3 separate regions of the Mus musculus genome follow, and all the other regions are linked to region 1. Evidence: chromatin contacts called from public Hi-C data. All regions are on one chromosome and are shown on one strand. The core of a region is the stretch at or near the end of the contact, and the rest is flanking DNA. Distances in the headings are between cores, read along the strand shown. Region 1 has its middle 29 kb from the start of Nhlh2. Region 2 overlaps Slc22a15 (solute carrier family 22 (organic anion/cation transporter), member 15). Region 3 holds the start of Mab21l3 (mab-21-like 3).

Region 1 (4,089 bases), core at 1,357-3,856:
ATCATCGCAGCCTGCTCTGTCGAACCTACTTGACCTGACTATGATTTTGTCAATGTGACACAGGCTAGAGTCATTTGAGAACCACAGCAGAGAGAAAAAGACTGACCTTTATACAACCGTCTGGGGCATTTTCTTAATTAGTGAGTGATGTGGGAGGGTCCAGCCCATTGTGAGTGGTGCCATCCCTGGCCAGGCAGAGCCAGGATGTATAAGAAAGCAGGCTGATGGGCAGGGTGGTTCATGCCTTTGATTACAGCCCGTGGGAGGCAGAGGCAAGTGGACACCTATGAATTCAAGGCCAGCCTAGTCTATGCAGCAAGTTCTAGGCCTGCCAGATTTACGTGAGGAGACCCTGTAGGAAGGAAGGAAGGAAGGAAGAGAGGGAGAGAGGGAGGGAGGGAGGGAGGGAGGGAGGGAGGGAGGGAACAAATTGAGTCACCTGTGGAAACCAACCCAATATGCAGGTGCTCCACAGCCTCTGCCTCAGTTCCTGCACTGAGTTCCTGCCCTGACTTCCCTGGATGTTGTACTATAAGCTGTAACACAAAATAAACCCTTTCCTCTGTAAGTTGCTTTTAGCCACGGTGTTTCATCACAGCAGTAGAAATCCTAACTATTCCCGGGATGAAATGCCAGGTTCTGCGTGTTTTCCTAGCCTTCCATTCCTCCTGCCTGGTAGAGTGTGGTTTATTTCAGAGATCCGAGACCTGCCTCAGGCTTTCTGACTCGTTAGCTGAGACTCAGAAGAGTCTGGTTCCAGGTTACTGCACATTGGCAAGTGGAAAAGACACGTGGGACAAAGTCCAGAGACCAGGTGACCTTCAAGTGTTCCTCCCAATAGAGCTCGGAGTGCATTTGGTTCTCTCAGTGTTGGTGTATGGAATCACATCCTAAGGAGAATCACAGCCCTTGGTGACCAGGAACACTACAGTTATGTGACTGGCTTCAGCTATTCAGAGTCTAGTCCCAAAGTGCCAAAGCCCGTGTCTACCCAAGAACATTCTGACTACCTGATAGCATAGATACCTTGTAGACCCAGCACCCCAGTATGTGGAAAGCTACAGACCAAAAGAATATTCTGGAGGCTCCAAGCTCATCTCCCCTGGGTATTCCTAAACTCAACTCCTCAGGAGGAGAATAATGTAAAGATGCCCTTCCTGGTCAGAGGTCCTAGCAATAAAGTTCTTGTCTCAGTGGTGTCTTTATAACCATAGGTGTCCAGTCAGACCCCTGTTCCCAGCCTAAGGACTGAGCCGTGGCTCTGGAAGGCTCCTGGTAGCCTAGAAGATGAAGTCCAGGTTGCTTGCTTGACTGGTAGTGGGTCCTTCTCCTGCCCTGTTCCTGCACTTGACAGCCAGCATTGCTTCTGAAGCTCCCCCTGCTCCTCAGTCTCCTCCCTGCCTTTGCCCTGGCTCTCCTGTCTAGAACATCAACCTCTTCCCTCCTTGCCTTAGCCTAGTCACCCTCTTCTCCTTCCAGAAAGTCTGCCCATAACCTCAAAAGGTCTCCAGCCCCCATTCCTACCCCTAACGGTAGCTTGGGGCCCTTCTTTACCCATTCTAGCTGTCTGCTTTCTTATTGGCTTTACTTTTAGAATGATCTTGATGATAACAGAAGAAGTGTTATCTTTTCCTTTCCCAAATACCTAGCACAGTTTCTGCCGTGTAATTGGCACCTAATATGTGCTTAGCCCATGAATAAAAGAATGTAAATTAACAAACCTGTGGCACGATGCGGGAATGAGCCAGACTTGACTGGACTTGTCTTGCCAGCTTCTTGACAATTTGTCTTCTTACACATTCAGTCAGTCAGAGGCACAGACTCCAGGGTGCTTCTTGGGCCTGGTATGTGAGACCATGAGCTCAGGCCAGTTTCCTGGTCCCCCCTGGATTCCTCAGAGTAAAGTGGGGACCCCAAGCAGAGGGCTCTTGTCTGCGTGAAGTGAGGGGAGACCTACTACTGCTCAGCCCAGTGGCAGCCACATGTGAAGAGCTTTTGTTACACCAAACCAGCTTTGCCATCCATCCTGGCTGGCCTCCCATCTGGCCCAACCAGAAACGCCCTCATTGCCATAATCTTCCCGAGCTTCCAACTTTCATATTCAACTGAGAGCCAAGCACCTTCTTGTGAGACGAGGCTCTGGTGGGGAACTATGGAAGCCAGGTTCTGGGAACTAATGGCCACCATGTCTACTGAGTCAATCTCCCAGAATTCCCTCTACACTTCTCACTTCTCACTTCTAGTGGATGTCAAGCCGTAGGGACAGGAGCCTAAACCCTGGCATCCACTGCCTTCCCCGCTGCCTCTTCCCTGGCCATGGTACTCTGGCTTGTTCCCAAGCCTGTTCATTATCCTCAGGGGGTCAGCGTGAAGGCCTGGATCATCATCACGTGGTCAACGCTGTCAGTTCCCTTCTTGGAGGCTATTGCTAGTCTGCCACTGTTACAGAGTGCCGTCGGAATCCTAGATGCAGCAGTGGAGGGGTCGGATGCTCAGGACTTCAGCTGCCCTGAGCTTTGCCAGGTTCAATCCTGTCTTACATCATGCCTTTCAGTGAGAGTGACTTTTTCTCCCTTTGCCTGTTGAAACCTGTCCACAGGGGCCCAGCACAGACAAAATTCCCATGAACTATTTCCTGAGTCATTTAGCAGTAATTATTCACCTTTCTCTTGCACTTCCCTGAGGTTTAATGTATTCATCCATTCTACCTCCTTCTGTCCTATGCTTGTGTTAGCGACTGGTATTGTCAGAGACATCTCACCTCCTTCTAACTAGAAAACAACCCCACAGTGCAAACACTGAGTGGATTGCCAAATGGAGAGAGGTGGCGGCAGCAGCAAAGGAAGACATCTGTGGGTGGGGTTGGACCAAGACTGTAAGACGGAGCTGCAAGGAAAGTTACCAGAGTCAAGACCAAGTCAGGCTTCTAAAGTCCAGAGATTCATCACAGTTGATTTTAGAAACTTCTAAAGGCGCTGATCTTCAGACTTTACATAGAGTGGCGGATGAGCCAAGATTCCCTGGTTCTGCGGCTTTAGGCACCACCACACGAAGGTGAAAATCTTTTTAGCATGTGCCTCCCTCCTGTTCTCACTTGTAGCTCAGGCTCCACATCTCTTACTAGTCCTAAATCCAGTGAGAGGAAAGCCTAGAGGCAGGGACCTTGGACTCCCACCATCTTCCTGGTATGAGAAGCTCTGAGTCTAACCCATGCCTGTGAAAGCCTGGAGATGGTGACTTGGGCAGAAGTAAGCTCACATCAATCACAGCTTGTCTTGGTCACGGTCACTACTGCTGGAATGAAACACCATGACCAAAAGCAAGTGGGGAGGAAAGGTCATTTGGTTTACACTCTCGTGGCACTGTTCATCACCAAAGGAAGTCAGGACAGGAACTCAAGCACGGCAGGAACTGGGAGGCAGGAGCTGATGCTGAGGCCATGGAGGGGTGCTGCCTACTGGCTTGTTCCTCATGGCTTGCTCATCCTGCTTTCTCAGAGCACCCAGGACCACCAGCCCAGGGATGCACCATCCAGGATGGGCTGGGCCGTCTCCCATCGATCATTAATTTTAAAAAATGCCCTGCAGCTGGAGCTTGCGGAGGCATTTTCCCAGTCAAGGTTCCCCACTTTCAGATAACTCTAGCTTGTGTCAAGCTGACATAAAACCAGCCAGCACACAGCTCCTCCTCTAACACAAGTCTAGCAGCTTGCCCTTTACTCCTCCCGGGGCTTTCTCTCAATTTTTCTCATTTATGTTTTTCCTCCTCGCCTCTGTCTCCCCCTTCCTTCCCATGTGTGAGTCACCTTAGTTCTTCTCATCTTCCATAAGTGTCTCATACCCAGATCAATTGCTCCCTTCTTCCAAGCTAATGTTTCTAAACATAATTCATTTTCCTGGAAAAAAGCATGTGGTCACCCCCACTGTCAAATAGCAAGAAAAGGCCCAAGCTGACCCAAGTAGCTTGGCCCTCTTGCATTGTCTTTCACTCCCCATAACACTGGATTGTAGACTGAATTCTGTAAACTCAAGTCGGGAGCTTATGGCTTACTTTCTTTTTCTTAGTATGCATGAGTAATCAAATGAATTC
Region 2 (4,364 bases), core at 1,352-3,851, 140 kb after region 1:
CTAGTAAACTTAAGATGCAAGGCTGGCAGTAAAGGTGCCAAGAGGCACAGTAGCACGTTTCAGAATCCCAGCAGTCAGAGGGGAGCAGGAGGAGCACTTCCGGTTCAAGGTCAGCCAGACACAGAAACAGAAGTCCTCTTTTTGTGAAGATGCCTGTAAGACTACAGCATTCACCCTTACACACACAATTCAGTGAGTGTTCGATTCGTGCTGGCAGGCACTGTGAGATTAGCACACAGGCTTCCAGTGTGCCCTCAGGAAGCTCAGGGCATCATTTGAGAGACAGGGGAGCACGAGGCTCACTCGGCATCATGCAGAAGGAAATGGGGGAAGATGTGACAAGGAGAAGAGAGGGCCTGTTCTGCTGAGGAAGGTCAAGTGGGGTGTGGACGTATGTTTCAGAGGACGGACAGGAGTCCAGTGATGGGGAGGATGGAAGTGAAGGAGGGGAAGGCAATGATGGGGAGGATGGAGGTGGGGGAGGGGAAGGCAGGGGCCTAGCAATGTACAAGCAAAGGTCAGATCCTTACAGCAATAAGGCTTCCTGGCACAAATAGAAATGTTTGCTTCGCTTTGGAAGCAAAGCCACGTCCCCACTTGGGTTCTTGCAAGGCAGGCTGTGTGTCACGTGTCACCCTTAGGTGAGTGATGCAGACTCATCACCTGCCCTGGGCCAAAACAAGGGGAACAAGAGAGGGCCAGGTTTCCCTGGAGGAGGGAATGACCTAATCCTTGTAAAAGCCTACTGTGCTCAGCTCTTGGCTTACCAGGCACAGCTCCTTTTGAAAAGAGGGCTCTGTGTTCGAGACCAAATCTCTCAACTACTGTCCCATAAAATGTCACCATAAACTAGGAGGATAAACAAAAGTAGAGGAGAGTGGGCCATTTAGGCCAGGGGGTGGGGGTGGGGGACATGAAGCAGACAGACCTGTGACCTGTGACATTCCTGCGCTGCTGAGAGTCAGGCTGCACACACTGCGGTTCTCAATGCCGGTAGGGAGGGCCTTCTGTGTACTGGGGCAGTGGGGAGGATGGGATGGCCCCACACTATGCAGTATGGAAGGAAAATAATGACACCTGGTGTCCTGTGGAGACCTGAGTATGGCACACAGACTGCAAGTCAGTGAGACAAACCCCGTAAAAAGCCAGAAACATTTTGGGGCATTTATATTTAAGACACACATACCATGAAATGAGGCACACCCTGGGACACAAGGCAAGCCGAAAATGAAAAATTACAGTAAAAATCACGGTGGAAGGTGACTTTAAAACATTGTCTTCTTTTTCCTCCCAACAGCCTTCTGTTTCTAAGCACAGAGGCCACATAGCATTCACCCCCAGCTTCTTAGTTTCCAGCAATATTTTAGTCTGTTTCTCTAAGTTCTCAATCTGAGGGTCACAACCCTTTTGGGGTTGAATGACCCTTTCACAGGGGTCACCTAAGACCACCGGAAAACACAGATACATCAGCAAACACATTACATACATTACAGTTTATAACAGTAGCAAAATTACAGTTCCAAAGTAGCAACAGAAGTACATTTATGCTGGGGTCACCACCACAGGAGGAACTGTGTTAAAGGGTCACAACGGTTAGGGTCACAACGGTTAGGAAGGCCGAGAATCGCTGCTCTAAGTTATAAGTCTGCTAATTCCTAATTTCCTTCTGATAGCTGATTTTCCTGCATGTTTCCTGAACAGAACACAGGTTGAGGGCTAAAAATAGAAACCCTTTCCCTGGTATGTTGTCACTTGTGTTTGCAGGGTAGCTGTGGGGACAGGAGAAGAATGTGGAAAAGTCTGTTGGTTAATTATCTAGCTGTAAAGTGTGCAGCCCGCCTGTTTGACAGCTCTTTGATGTCTGTATTTTTCATTTCTTGGCTGCTAACTTTGCTTTTAGAATTACGCCTGAGCAGGGAGTCCATGTTAGGGAAGTACGTTGGTCATTCTCTTTTTTTCAGATGATGATATTTCTGCCATGTCAGAGAAATGATAGATTTGACTTGACATCTCCATAAAGCACGAGGTTTGATGCATTCAAGACATGCTGAAGGCACGTTTTATGATGTTCTTTAAAACTCATCAGCAAGCTTTTCTCTGTGTTTGATTGGTGTGTTCCATTCAGTAGTAATTCCTGTTCCCAGACTCCAACCCTGTGAACGCCAGGTCTCCACAACTAACTTGAATCTGCTCTCTTCCCCGTTCTATCCAGACCAGCCTGGCTCACTAAGCATTTGGGGATGAAAATATTTGTCCTCATGGTCTTTCTTTCCTATTCATTAATAAGAGGGAGTGGGATTTTTACATCTCGGGTCTCACTGCTGTCAGCTTGCCATCTCTGTCCCACACTTGTTTTGCGACCAGGGTAGATTTGCCCTCCACGTACCCAGACTTCAGTGGCCCTCTATCCTCAGCCTGTAAACAAGCAAGCTTGAATACTGAACAAAACCCTCTCCCAAGCATGTCTCTGATACTCAGCCAAGAGTAAGTCCACCTTCATTCTCCTCGCCTCGCCCCTCTCTGCGAGCTGGAAGGCTCCGCTGAGCACCTGGTGCTGGGCTCGCACCTGGGTTAGACATATTTACATCCCTTTCATCTTTTATGGTAGAGGCATCTGCTCCTGGGTCTGGCCTGCACTGTGCCTATTTTTCTGTAGCTGAGTGAACTATGCTATCTGGTTTTTCCACCAGGCCCTTCCAATCCATTTTGAAATAAATACAACAAACACTCAAGCATTCTATTTAGTGATTAGAGAGAGCACGTGCACAAAAATGGGTGTAGATTGTTGAGTCAGGTCAACATGACGGGATAAACATGTTTGTCTTGATAAGAGACAAAGTTTGGAGCTGAGACAAAAGGATGGACCATCTAGAGACTGTCATACCTGGGGATCCATCCCATAATCAGCCTCCAAACGCTGACACCATTGCATACACCAGCAAGATTTTGCTGAAAGGACCCTGATATAGCTGTCTCTTGTGAGGCTATGCTGGGGCCTGGCAAACACATAAGTCAGCTACTGGATGGATCACAGGGCCCCCAATGTAGGAGCTAGAGAAAGTACCCAGGGAGCTAAAGGGGTCTGCAACCCTATAGGTGGAATAACAATATGAACTAACCAGTACCCCCAGAGCTCGTGTCTCTAGCTGCATATGTATCAGAAGATGGACTAGTCGGCCATCATTGGGAAGAGAGGCCCCTTGGTCTTGCAAACTTTATAGGCCTCAGTACAGGGGAATGCCAGGGCCAAGAAGTGGGAGTGGGTGGATAGGGGAGGGGGGCGGCTGGGGGACTTTTGGGATAGCATTTGAAATGTAAATGAAGAAAATAACTAATCAAAAAAATTTTTAAAAAAGAGTTTCTTTCCTATTAATATACATGGAGAGAAAGTGGGATCTTCATATTTTGGATTTGCAAGCAATTCTTCAATTTGAAATGAATTAGTGTACAGAGAATATTCATTCTAATTGCTTTAAAATTTGGCCTGCCATTAACAAAAAATGAGGGAAGAACCACTTTAATAATCTCCAGCCAATAAGGACTTGAATGATTTATACATTTTGATTTTTAAAATCTAAAGATTCATTAAAATGTTTCTTGAAAATGTCAGAGTCATCATTATATTTTGATTTGTTATAGTTTAATTTCTTGTGTCCTGATGATTTCCTGGTTTGGCTCTTATCCTGACACTAAATATCAACCATTGGGTAAGAGAATGAGCTAGCAACTGATCTAGTCTTCCAACCCTCTCCAGGTAGCTAAATCTGCGAACCGTCTTCAAGATACAGGGATCCTGTCTTACTTTATCTTAGTTGAGTTTGGACAAAGTAAAACCTTTTAGATCACATGGTAGCTAAGTAATAAGAATTTAAATGATACTTTAGAAAAACTGAAGACAAAACACATAAAACAGAGTCAGGTCAGGGTTGTGGAAATCTGTCTGTCAGCCGATGGCCTGCCTCTGCCACTCCATTTCATGGGACTCTGCTAGGGAGATACTTCATCTTCTAGCCAGCCATTCTCTAGTTAGCATTGGGGGGAAAAAATCTGCTTTTCAGCTTTTCTGGTCATTCTTGAATGAATTCCAGGAGAAGTGACGGCCTAACCAACACTGACTTGAAGAAAGATTAGTAGAAATTACTTTGACACTTGGAACTGGCAGCCTGAGAATCAGGATTTGGAATTTGCTGGCTAACTGTCCCTTGGGCCATTTCTTCCTAAAATCATTGTCCAAGTTGACAGCTATTCAGTTGCTGAGGGATAGTAAGTACTGTAGCCTTTTTAGTGGATATGAGAAATTTGGTAAATACAGTCAACGGAATACTCACTTCTCCCTGGTTAACAGAGCCAGCTCAGTGTCCACC
Region 3 (3,807 bases), core at 1,251-3,750, 200 kb after region 1:
ATCCCTAGGTCTCATCTTATTCTCTTTCCACATGGTCTACTCTTACTTTAGATTCTGCCCACCCACACAAGTGTGTGAGTCTGGAAACCTTTGCTTCTGAACCCAGACAAAATGTCAAATGACCTCAGCACAAGAGGAAAAGACACAGCTTTTTGGTGGAACTGTGACAAATGACTCATTAAGTGATCCGGTGCAACAGAAAGATGGGAGAGTGACCCCACACATTACAGGAAGGCCCTCTGCCTTCGGCGAATAAAGCAGGTTGCAAAAGAAATCTTTATTCACCTGATGTGATTGTCGTCTCCGAGGTTTGCTGCCTCTGTCTGTCAACCTAGGCCGAGTCCCGGAAGCTTCTAGCCTCTCTTCAATCTAATCTAGGCCTCTGAGAGTTACTGCTGAATAAGCTTCCTGGGGTCTGGATGGCTTGTTCAACTCAGCTGTTCTGGCTCAAATTCCTCTCCAAAAATGACGGATTCAATCTGACTTCTCTGAGCCTCTACCTGAATTCTTCTGTTTGGCCTCATCACTCAATTAAACATCACTTTCAAGATGGGTGCTTCATGCCTCAGAGTGAATATTAGGTTTGACTTAAGGTTTTTGAAAACCTTGAACTGGCTCAGTTAATAAGCTTCTTGTTTCAAAATCATGAAGGCATGAATTCAGATCCCCAGGGCCCATGTGAAAACCTGGGTGCAGAGGCAAATGCCTGGGATCCAGCAATGGGAGGCAGGGCCCAGAAGGCCTGGAAGCAAGGGACAAAGTTCCTGAGACAGTGAATGACTCTGTCTCACAGAAAAGGTAGAAAGTACTTGAGGGGGCTGGTGAGATGGCTCAGTGGGTAAGAGCACCCGACTGCTCTTCCGAAGGTCCGGAGTTCAAATCCCAGCAACCACATGGTGGCTCACAACCATCCGTAACAAGATCTGACTCCCTCTTCTGGAGTATCTGAAGACAGCTACAGTGTACTTACATATAATAAATAAATAAATCTTTAAAAAAAAAAAAAAAAAAAAAAAAAGAAAGTACTTGAGGACTGACATCCAAGCTTGTCCTCTGACCTCTGTGTGCACACACAAGACTATAAATAAAATGTTGTGAATACTTTGGAAAGCAGACATTAAACATGTTATTGGTCCTCCAAATCTATTACATTTATCTATCTATTATTTCTATGTATGTGTGGATGCACACACGAGGCAGTTCACTCTTTCCTTCTACCATATGGGTCCTGGGAGGTGGGGAGAAATCGAACCCAGGTCCTCCGGCTCGGTGGCAGATGCTTATCTCTGCTGAGCCATCTCACCTGCCTGGTCCTTACAGATTGAATTGGGCTAAAGCTGGTTTCCATTTTTCAAACTGGCATGTTATAAAAAAAATGAGGATTTCTATTTCCTGAGGACGGAGGAAAGCCTGAGTTAACTAGGTCCCTCTTGGTGGCCTGGCACAGTGCTTCAGGCACACCCTTACCCAACAGACATTCGCTGACCTGTTGTCCCATTAACTAGAGATCTGTGTCTGCCGGTAAAGCCTGTTTTCCTCAGCCTGTCTGATAGGAGCTGCCAGAGCCTTCATCTGTGCCATAGCCCTGTGCTGTGGAACCTTACCAGTGCACTAGGAACCAGGCCATGCTACTCTAAGCTGTGTTCACACAACACACCAATCTTCAGATGTGGCTCTCCTGGGAATACATCTACAGGCAGCTGCCCTGAGTTCACAGTGCCTTTCCTTCTCTGGGTTCCTCCTATAGTTCAATTATTCAGAATTCCCTCTCCATACCTGGCAAGTATCTTTCCATCTTGGAGCAAGAGAAGTTTCCAGATACAACACTTGAATCTGTAGTACTGAGTGACTGAGACGGGACGGTGTTAGAGCAAGAATAGTGAAGGTGTGGGCATTTAATTCCAGAAACCCGGGGCAACTTTATTGTTATTGGGAAAGACCCTGCCGTAGGACAGGGACTATGCAGTAGTGATTCCAGCAAAAGCAGAAGTTAGGGTGAAAATAAAAGTATGTGTGTGGGGAAGGGAGTGAGTGTGGGGGTGGGGAGACTTCAGCAGAGTTGAAAGCAACATGGAAAGAGAATTCCCAAAGGCAGATTAGGGGGTAGAGCTTCTTGTTTCACTAGTGAAAAGCTGATGTGGTAGATTCGGAATGATGACTATAGTAACAGCAGTCAAGGGACAGAGATTCCCTTACCATTTCAGAGCATGTGCCGTAAAGAGAAGGGGATTTCCAGGACACGGAAAAGCAGGTGGAAAGTCAAGGCAGTCAGCGTGGAGGGGGATTCTGGGGACCTTTGTGGATCCTCAGTTTTTCAGGACTGGTATAAGACCTGGGATTGGCAGATGAAGCCTGGAGAAGGCCGCCCCAGCGCCTGGAGGAGGGAGGTGGGTGGGGTCTGATGTGGCTCTCCTTGGAGCTGTCTGGGAGGATATGCAAATTTGGGGCCGCGGGAGAGAGTGGAAGGGCTGGATTGGCTGCGGTTGAGCATTGAGGAGGCTGGCTTGGAGAGCTGCCTGTTTGAAAGCCTTGCTCAGACATGAACTGGACTGCCAGCTCTGTTGTCTGTCAGTCTTTCGGATCAAAGACGGTGATACTCACGAGCTTTAGGGAGATAAGGCTGCTGGGATATTTTCCCTCCTGGAGTAAAACTAGGCCCAACCAGTCAGACTGGGAACTTATTGTCGGTTTTCTAGGATGAGTTTTACTGGTAAAACTAGATGTGTCCTAGACTCTTAAGGGGCCTGTTTATACTGAGTATATTTTGAATGCCAACGTCCAAGTGGGAAATCACATTCTAAGGTCAGCAGGTGAGAGGCAGGACTCTCTGCCCTACTTTTCTCTGCGTGTATCTACCTGTTTGTATCTCTCTCTCTCTCTCTCTCTCTCTCTCTCTCTCTCTCTCTCTCTGTGTGTGTGTGTGTGTGTGTGTGTGTGTGTGAGAGAGAGAGAGAGGGGGGGGGGCAAGCTTGCCTCTGTATACACAAGTGTCTCTGTGAGTTCATGTATGTGTCTGTATTAGTGTGTGAGCGTGTGAGCTTACCTCTATATACACAAGTGTCTCTGTGAATGCATGTGGTGTGTGTGTGTGTGCCTGTGTCTGTGTGTGACTATGCGAGCATGTAAGCTTGCCTCTCTATACACAAGTGTCCCTGTGAGCTCAGGCTTTTCTAAATGTCACTCCTGGCCCTCATCTGATTGGCAAGCCTTGTGCCGGGCATGATGAAAAACCAGGCGGCTTGTTTGCAATTTCTTATTTGTTTATGGTAAGGAAGTAAATCAATTGCAGAATTTTCAGGAGTGGAGGGCCAAGGGATATTTACTGTCAACAAGGTAAGGACGGGGAGATGTAAGGTACTGGGCACCAAGGTGCACCTGGTGCCAGGACAACAGGATAAAGAAAAAAAAAAAAAAAACAGGATAAGTTCCAACTCGTTTTCATCACGTCTCCTTTTTAGTCTTTCTACAGTTCCCTGAAAGATGGCAGATGAATTCTTCCATGCTGGAAAGGAAAACTGCAGTGAGCAGGCAAGAAGAAGTCAAGTCTCTGGTCCACGTTCACAATTCCAGAGAAGTTTTATCCAGAGAGTAACGTTGCTGGGAAAGCTACCCACCAGATTTGTCCTCCATCGGGAAAGAAAGCAGAAGGTTGCTGCTATACTGGGGGTTGACCAAGAAGCCATGAAGTCTCTTCCAGAGGGAGACTTAGACCATTGCCTGCTGAGCAAGGTGAGCCAGGGCTGGCCTCTCCTGGGCACACCCTCTAACTCTCCATCCCATGGCCATTGATCAGAAGGAATCCCCTGC

Evidence for each region. A called contact is a pair of places that touch in the nucleus more often than the background predicts.
Region 2: a Hi-C map of epidermal suprabasal cells shows a contact between it and region 1, with 3 times the contacts expected there. The contact joins two enhancer-like sites. A contact is called at or near these places in 9 of 484 Hi-C or Micro-C datasets (the AtT-20 cell line, the N1E-115 cell line, cerebral cortex and 6 more), 3 of 115 datasets of contacts at active chromatin or transcription factors (embryonic hindbrain, extraembryonic endoderm stem cells and neural tube) and 1 of 9 other capture datasets (adipose tissue).
Region 3: a contact with region 1 is called in a Hi-C map of epidermal suprabasal cells, with 2.3 times the contacts expected there. The contact joins the promoter of Mab21l3 here to the enhancer-like site in region 1. A contact is called at or near these places in 4 of 484 Hi-C or Micro-C datasets (the N1E-115 cell line, cerebellar granule neurons, cerebral cortex and 1 more) and 2 of 9 other capture datasets (adipose tissue and embryonic stem cells).

Annotation. Positions count from the first base shown.
Region 1 is chr3:102,037,293-102,041,381 of GRCm38.p6, reverse strand. No RefSeq gene overlaps it. Among named protein-coding and RNA genes, the nearest start is that of Nhlh2, 29 kb to the right of the region's middle. Within about 2 kb of position 2,606, at least 8 of the 459 cell types and tissues checked have an H3K27ac peak or open chromatin away from gene starts, as enhancers often do. A contact at or near this core is called in epidermal suprabasal cells, where this site is marked.
Region 2 is chr3:101,899,963-101,904,326 of GRCm38.p6, reverse strand. The region is part of intron 2 of Slc22a15 (solute carrier family 22 (organic anion/cation transporter), member 15); the gene reads left to right. Among named protein-coding and RNA genes, the nearest start is that of Slc22a15, 22 kb to the left of the region's middle. Within about 2 kb of position 2,601, at least 7 of the 459 cell types and tissues checked have an H3K27ac peak or open chromatin away from gene starts, as enhancers often do. A contact at or near this core is called in epidermal suprabasal cells, where this site is marked.
Region 3 is chr3:101,834,916-101,838,722 of GRCm38.p6, reverse strand. Mab21l3 (mab-21-like 3) reads left to right here and starts at 2,500. Exons shown (of 7, transcript NM_172295.4): 1 at 2,500-2,802; 2 at 3,459-3,729. The coding sequence starts at 3,481. Gm33381 (a long non-coding RNA gene) reads right to left here. Exons shown (of 3, transcript XR_003954538.1): 3 at 3,304-3,807.